Linked DNA regions of Ovis aries: region 1 is linked to region 2. The links are chromatin contacts, called in public Hi-C maps. All regions are on one chromosome and are shown on one strand. The core of a region is the stretch at or near the end of the contact, and the rest is flanking DNA. Distances in the headings are between cores, read along the strand shown.

Region 1 (3,209 bases), core at 291-2,790, 87 kb before region 2:
CTGCATGCCTTGTAACTCTCCGCAGCACGCGTGCCCCTGGGGACGTCAGCTCTGTCCTCGTCCCGCTTCCCAAATGCAGAAAGTGGGACCCAGAGGGACCGAGTAACTCCCCCACGACCACAGGGCTGGGCGAGTGGCCGGGGCAGGCTCACACTCACGCTGTCTGTGTCGCGCTGGAGGGCCAGTGAGTGTTCTCAAGGCTTGTACTGTTCGGCCCACCCTTCCCTTCCCTTCCCTGTTCTCACCCTTGTCCACTTGTCTGACTGTCTCCCAGGAGCCGGCTGTTCTTAGAGTCGATGCTGCCCTTCGGCCTGTGTTGTGGCTTCTGCACCCTGCTCCCTTCTCACGGTCACACTCACATCCCCCCCAACACACATCTCTGTCCCCCCACCTACCCCTCTACCCTCAGACACATCAAAGATACGCAGATGAAAAAAGAGTCCTCTTTTTCATAAAAAGACCTTATCTAGAGTTGTTACTTGGTTAAGCTACAACTATGAAACTTTTCAAAAAGGCATTCCTTGTCTTTAAGTTTATGTATTTAGATTCCCTCCCTCCACTGAATACTGAAGAATTTACTTAGACTGTGTATCTGTAACTCTCTTCGCAGCACATTTTGCAAAGTGGCTTCTTAGCTGACACGATACTATGCTGAAGGAAACTGCTGCCAGTTTAGAGGCTTCCCAGGTGGCCCAGTGGTTAGGACTCTGTGCTTCCACCGCAGGGGGCCTGGGTTCGATTCCTGGTCAGGGGAACTAAGACCCTGCAAGCCACACGGTAGAACCAAAAAAGGAAATACTGCCAGTTAAAAAAAATTGTCCAACTTTGTATTGCAATGATTCTCTAACTTCAGCACCCACACACACAATATCACAGAGGACCCTTGGGGAAGGCAGATCCCTAGGTCTTATCCTCCAAAGAATTTGACTTAGAAAGTCTTGGCCCAGTAATCTGTACTTTAAGCATGCTCACTAGGCAAGTCTGATACAAATATTTTGTGACCCACACCCTGAGAAATCAAGAGAAACTCCATGTATTTCACTTCCGTAGAGCAATGCCCTAAATTTTCGAGAATCTTCTTAGCCAACTTCTGGGACTACACTTCTCTCATAGATACAACAAAGTTAACACTGACAGAAATGCTTGCTCGGTCATCCGACAAATACTGCTTTAAAGTCTATGTTCGGCTAGGGATGGTCAGTAGCTAACAGATGGGACCTGAGTCCCATCTTCCACACGTCCAGGGCCCACGGCAGACTCCGTTTATCAACACAGCACTCTGTCCGCTGAGTGGGACCCATTTCTGTGAAGCCATTCCCCCAGTCAGTTGCAAGGCAGTTCCTAGGACGTGGCCGTCAGGTCTGGACCACAGGGCATCGGAGCAGAAAGCAGAAGAGTCAAATCACGACTGAGAAGCAGGAGGCGAATTTAGAGCTCCTCCCATCTCTCCTCTGACAAACACACTGCACCGCCTCTCCTAGCCTGAAGGCAGGCTCAGGGTCATCAGGCAACCCCGGCAAGCTCCTGGAAACAGAGCCTGCGGCCCGTGGACTGGGTGAGACAGCCAGCACGCTCGGGGCGCCCCAGTACACCGGGGGAAGGTCCTCCTCCTCTCTCTTGTCCCTCCTCCCACTTGCTTAAGCGCCTCCCTCCTCCCCCAAATGAAAAGCCCATTAGAGCTTCCTGCCCTGGGCATAAAAAAAGAATTCCACCTAGGGTTCTGATCACCACGGAAGCTTTTTGATCACAGTTGTGAGAGCCACCTCCTTCAGTTCATCGTTGAGACTCTGAGAAGTCAAATGACTTACCCAAGCATACTTGCTGAGAGCCAAGAGTAGAATTCAGGTCTCTGGAGTCCTAGTTGACTGCTATTCATAGATTTAAGAATCCTGATGCAATGAGCTTCTAAAAATAACACTGCCTAGTCCCATGCCTAGTCATTCCAGACATTAAATCTTGATCATGTTTACCTATCACAGCTTCTATCTTTGAGAACTTTTCATTAGGGCAGGCTCAACCAGAAATAAGTTGGTAAGTTTTACAGATAATGATTTACATTACTGTACACTTTAATCATAGTTTATTTCTGCAGAAGTGGAAAGTCACCTCATAGTAACAAACCGGTGAGAAGGTTTTTGTTTGTTTTTCATCTCGACAGCATGGAGAGCTGTGACTTCAGACACACCTGGCCTGGAACCCCAGCTCCTCCCAGAGGTGGAATCTTATGCAAATGATTTCATCTCCCTGAGAATCTGATTCCTTATCTATGACAGGAAGAACTTATTTACCTCTGAGAAATGTTCTGGAGGTGAAAGTGATTAGCAGGCTTACCAGTTGACTGGATGCCTGCCCGGCACCCAGTCCGTTCCCATAGGTATTAATGTCTCTCTCCTTTTCCTTCGCTTCATCTGTGTCACCTTGGAGAAATAAGATAGGCTAGTCTCTCTAGCCTTTCTCTTTCCCAAGTATCTCCCAGGTCTGGCTACCTTCATGAGGTTTGGTAGAACATGAAAAGGAGAGTCACGTGTTCAAAACTTATTAGGAATCTTGAGAGAGTGCTGGTAGAGGGGTAGGCGGAGCGTGGGGCCCTTCTGAGCGGGGCGTGAGTGCTGGCCCAGGTCCCAGGCCCGCGCTGTCAGTCTGGGTACCAGACTCTCTCTGTGCTGGGTCTTCTCTCGCCCACTCTCTGGTCTTGGAGAGCTGGTCCTGGGGTCCCCAGTGGGCACGGGGGAGTGCACACGGGCTCAGGAGTTTATGGGAATTAAATTCTGGCTCCAGTACTTTGCTCGTAAGTCACCCATCTCTCTAAGGCTGGTTCCTCTGCTGGGAACAGGTCTAACGATGCGTGGGCTGTGGAGGGCCCAGGTGAGGGATGGACGAGGTGGGAGCTGGGGAGAGCACCCACCCGGCCCAGCCCTGAGGACGCACAGGCCAGCTGTTGTCACAATGCCTTTCTTTCCTTGGAACGTCTCCCAGGTCTTTAGGCTTTGTGACGCCAGTGGAGTCATAGTCACAATTTCCCCCAGAGGTGCCACTCAAAGCCTGGCCCCAGCACCCATGTTAAAGAGTAAAAAGGCTGCAAAATGGGCAGAACCCGCATTCTCACTGATTTTACTGGACCACTCAGACCGAAGTATACCGACAACACAGTGATGCTGATGCTATTCACAGATCAAAGAAAGCAAGCAGCCTGATTGTGGCAATGATAC
Region 2 (3,581 bases), core at 965-3,464:
GCTCCGCCGCTTGCCCACGCCGCGGCGCCCCGAGGGTGCCCGAGCCGGAGGGCACCTCCTCCCCGCGGCGGGGCGCGAAGCCCCGGGGGCGGGCGCCCGGCGGCTGACACCCCACCCACGCCCGCCCGCGCGCTCGGCGTGGCCGCTCGCACCCCGAGGGGTTCCCGCGGCACCCCCGCCCGCCCGCCCTCCGGACAGCGGCGCTGTCGCCCCCGCACCCCCGCCTCCGCGCCGCCCTCTCGCCGAATTACCGGGGCGCTGGAGCCGGCCGGGTGGGGCGCCCCCGCCGGGGGAGGCAGCCTGCGGGCGCTGCCCGAGCGCTGGAGCTGGAGGGCCGCTTCCCCGGCGCGCTCGCCTTATCCATGCAAAGTTAATCCCCGCCGCGTCACGGCCGCCCGCCCGAGGACGCGCGCCCGCCTTGGCCGAGCCCCGCAGTCTCCACCCTCCTCCGCCCCCTCCTCCCGGCGGCGGGGTCCCGGGAGCGCGTCCTGCGAAATGCCAACTCCCCGGGCGCAGAGGGGCGGCCGGGCCGGGGCCGCGCCGCCCGCCGGGGCCGCTCCACTTTTATAGGCGCGGGCGGCGAGCGCGGCCCGGCCGCCGAGTCCCCGCCTCTCGGGCCCGCGCGCCCGGCCCGCTCCGGGCCGCTGCCCTGCTCCGGCCCCGGCGCCCGCGCCGCGCCTGCCAGCCGGTGACCTGGTTTCCCCTCCGGCCCGCCCGGCGGCGGCGGCGGCGGCCCGCAGCAGGCCGGCCCGGCTCCTCCCGGGGCGCCGCGAGGAAATGGCCTCCCGGCCGCGCGCCCGGGGAGCCCGCCGGCCCCCGACGCCCCCGCCCTCGACGCGCCCGCCGCGCCCGGCCCGCGCCCCCCGGCCCCGCGCGCCCGGCGCGCCCCGCGCGGCTCCCCGCCCGCGCACCTGCCGCCCCAGGTGCGGGCGCCCCGGGCCCCGTCCCGGCCGTGCCCTCCGCCCCGGAGTCCTCCCCCCGGCGGCGATGTCGCGGCCGTTTTGGTGGCCGCGCGTCCACCCACCCGGCTGCGTGCGCAGGGAGGTTCGGGCTCGGGCGTCATTCCTGTAGTCGGCAGAGAGGAAGGGACGGGGGCCGGGGACACGGGCCGGGAGGGGTGACTTCCAGAAGCCCCGGCTGCGCCGGGCCCCGGCCGCCGCGCTCCTCCCTCCCTCCTCCAAACCACTTGTGGCGCGTGTCGGGGCCGACGCGGCGCTCTGGCTCCTCCTGGGGCCTCGCTCCCGCCGGGCGTCTGGCGGTCCCCCCCATCGCCAACCCCAGGGCTGGAAGTTTGGGAAAATACCTGGCTTGCCCTTGAGGGAGGCACCCCTCCGCAGCACCCCGCACATCCTGGGAGCCCGGCGCGGGGTGCAGACCCCGCACGGGTTCCAGAAAGACCGCCTGGCTCGTTTGTCTTTGCCCGGGACACGTCCAAATAAAACCCGGAAGACAAAAATAATTTATACTCTTGAAAAGTCCTGCCCGAGTCAGATATGCACTTACAAAATCCACCCCCCACCCTAGTCCTGAAGGCCGAGGGTCCAGGCTGGCAGAAGAGGAGGCAGGCTTCTGCGGAGCTGGGCTAGAAATGTGCTTGTGAAAATTCTCAGTACCCAGAAAACGAAAATGCCATCGGTCAGAAGCTCGGGTTGCCAGAAAGCTATTTGAACGACAGGGTATAATGATTTTCTTACAGATAATATTAAAATAATTCCGACTTCATTATTCAGTGTACACATGTATTAACATAACCAACTGTTTTGACAGAGCTTTGACTTTTTTTTAAGCCTCAACTGTCTGAACGATGATTTATTGGAGAGTTTTCTAGATCTCCAGCCAGTGACGTGTGTGTTTTAGTCCCAATTCTTGTGAGCGTTCTGGGGAAAGGGACGAGAAGCCTCTTGACACAACTGTCAAGAATTCAGAAACTGCCCTGCTCCTGGCGCAGCGTTGCAGACCCCAGGATTCCCTGGCGAGACGGAGGGACCTCTCCCTTCAGACTCCACGGACCCGCTTTGCCCCTGGGTCCTTGGCAAGAAATCTGGGCTTTTTTTTTTTTCTTCATGCCGAACAAGGCGGCACCCTAGGACTTTCAGGGATTGTTCTCCTTTTGCAGGGAAGTTCCTGGGCTTTGCTCCAAAGCAGCCCAGGATGTTTTGGTTGGTTTGGAGGAAAGCTGTGGCGTCTGCACCATTTGAACCAAACAGGCGGCCCTCTGGTGGCTAACCGTGGGCGAGAAGCTGGCCACTGAGGGAAAAGCGTGCCCTGAGAGGCCAGCACGGTTGACAGCTGGCCTTCTCGGGGCCCTGGAGCCCCTGGAACTGCTTTGAATGGGCAGGAGGTGGGTGCTAGGTTCTAATCCGCTGGGACATTTTTTTTTTTAAATTTTATTGAAGTATAGTTGATGTAAAATATTTTATTTAATTTTTGCTGTACAGCAAAGTGATTCAGTTTAACACATATAAACACTTTTTATACTCTTTGCTATTATGGTTTATCATAAGATATTGAATATAGTTCTCTACACAGGATCTTATGTTTATCTATCCTATAGTTTGCATCCTCTTCAGCTGGGAGCTCACTTCCTTCTTAAGTAGGAAACGTCATACAGAGAACGGAATAGAATAAAAGCTGTCGCTTCCCTTTGGTCCCTGACTTTGTTTTTCTGATCTCATTTGGCCTGGAAACTTCTGAAATAAAGAGTAAATGAAAGCTAAATAAACAATGTGGTATTATTCAAGCAATTAATGAAGCAATGTTATATAACAATAAGTGAGGGTAATTTTTTTGGCCACACTAGTATGTGGGATCTTAGTTTCCGGAACAATCATCCCCTGTGCCCTGCTTTGGGAGCTCAGAGTCTTCACCACTGGGCCTCCAGGGAAGGCCCCAGGCCAGGGCAATGTTGTGCAGTGTTATTGAGACAGCGTGATTCCATCGGAAGTCAGCCCACTGGGTCTTCCAGGCTGCATCACAGTGAGGAAGGGTTACCAACTGGACGTGGTGTTTGTTTTTCTAATTTTACACAAGGGGGTACATTGGAGGAGAATTTTATACGGACCTGATTGAAGGCAGAAACTCGTATTCAAATTGTAGACCACCGGCTCCTATGTTCCGATCTGAGAGGGCACGCCAACACTGTTCTCGTGACCTAGGCTCACCCTTCACCTTAGCCACCATCATTACCAGGGTCTACAAATTTCAGGCTGGTGACTTGGTTCAAGGAAGCAAATCATTCATATATTCATGTATTCATCAACTGCTGGGGTAAGAAGATAAATAAAACACAGCATCCAACAGGGCTGGGGTTACACTGAAGGCTACGAGGCCGGTGGTGCCAAACAGTGTCTGAGCCGCTCTCCACTGAAAATGTTGATACACTGTTCATCTTGGATAATTGTTCCTTTCATTTTGATGTTTAAAATATGGCATTAAAATATTGTCTCTCCTGTACTGAGTTTTTTATGTTCTTTTAAATTCTGCCCTCAAAATGAAGCAAGAGCCTCATTTATCTCATCCTGGGCTCCCTCTGCTGTGACCTCAGTGTTAGCGGAGTCTAATCAGAGAAGTAAAATTCAATT

Evidence for each region. Hi-C and Micro-C count contacts between places; a contact is called where the count stands out from the background.
Region 1: a Hi-C map of muscle shows a contact between it and region 2, with 3 times the contacts expected there. The contact joins two enhancer-like sites. A contact is called at or near these places in 3 of 16 Hi-C or Micro-C datasets (liver, muscle and tail adipose tissue).

The regions. Positions count from the first base shown.
Region 1 is chr26:40,874,927-40,878,135 of ARS-UI_Ramb_v3.0, reverse strand. No RefSeq gene overlaps it. Among named protein-coding and RNA genes, the nearest start is that of TRNAS-GGA, 220 kb to the left of the region's middle. Within about 2 kb of position 1,540, at least 6 of the 54 cell types and tissues checked have an H3K27ac peak or open chromatin away from gene starts, as enhancers often do. A contact at or near this core is called in muscle, where this site is marked.
Region 2 is chr26:40,788,579-40,792,159 of ARS-UI_Ramb_v3.0, reverse strand. No RefSeq gene overlaps it. Among named protein-coding and RNA genes, the nearest start is that of TRNAS-GGA, 300 kb to the left of the region's middle. Within about 2 kb of position 2,214, at least 24 of the 54 cell types and tissues checked have an H3K27ac peak or open chromatin away from gene starts, as enhancers often do. A contact at or near this core is called in muscle, where this site is marked.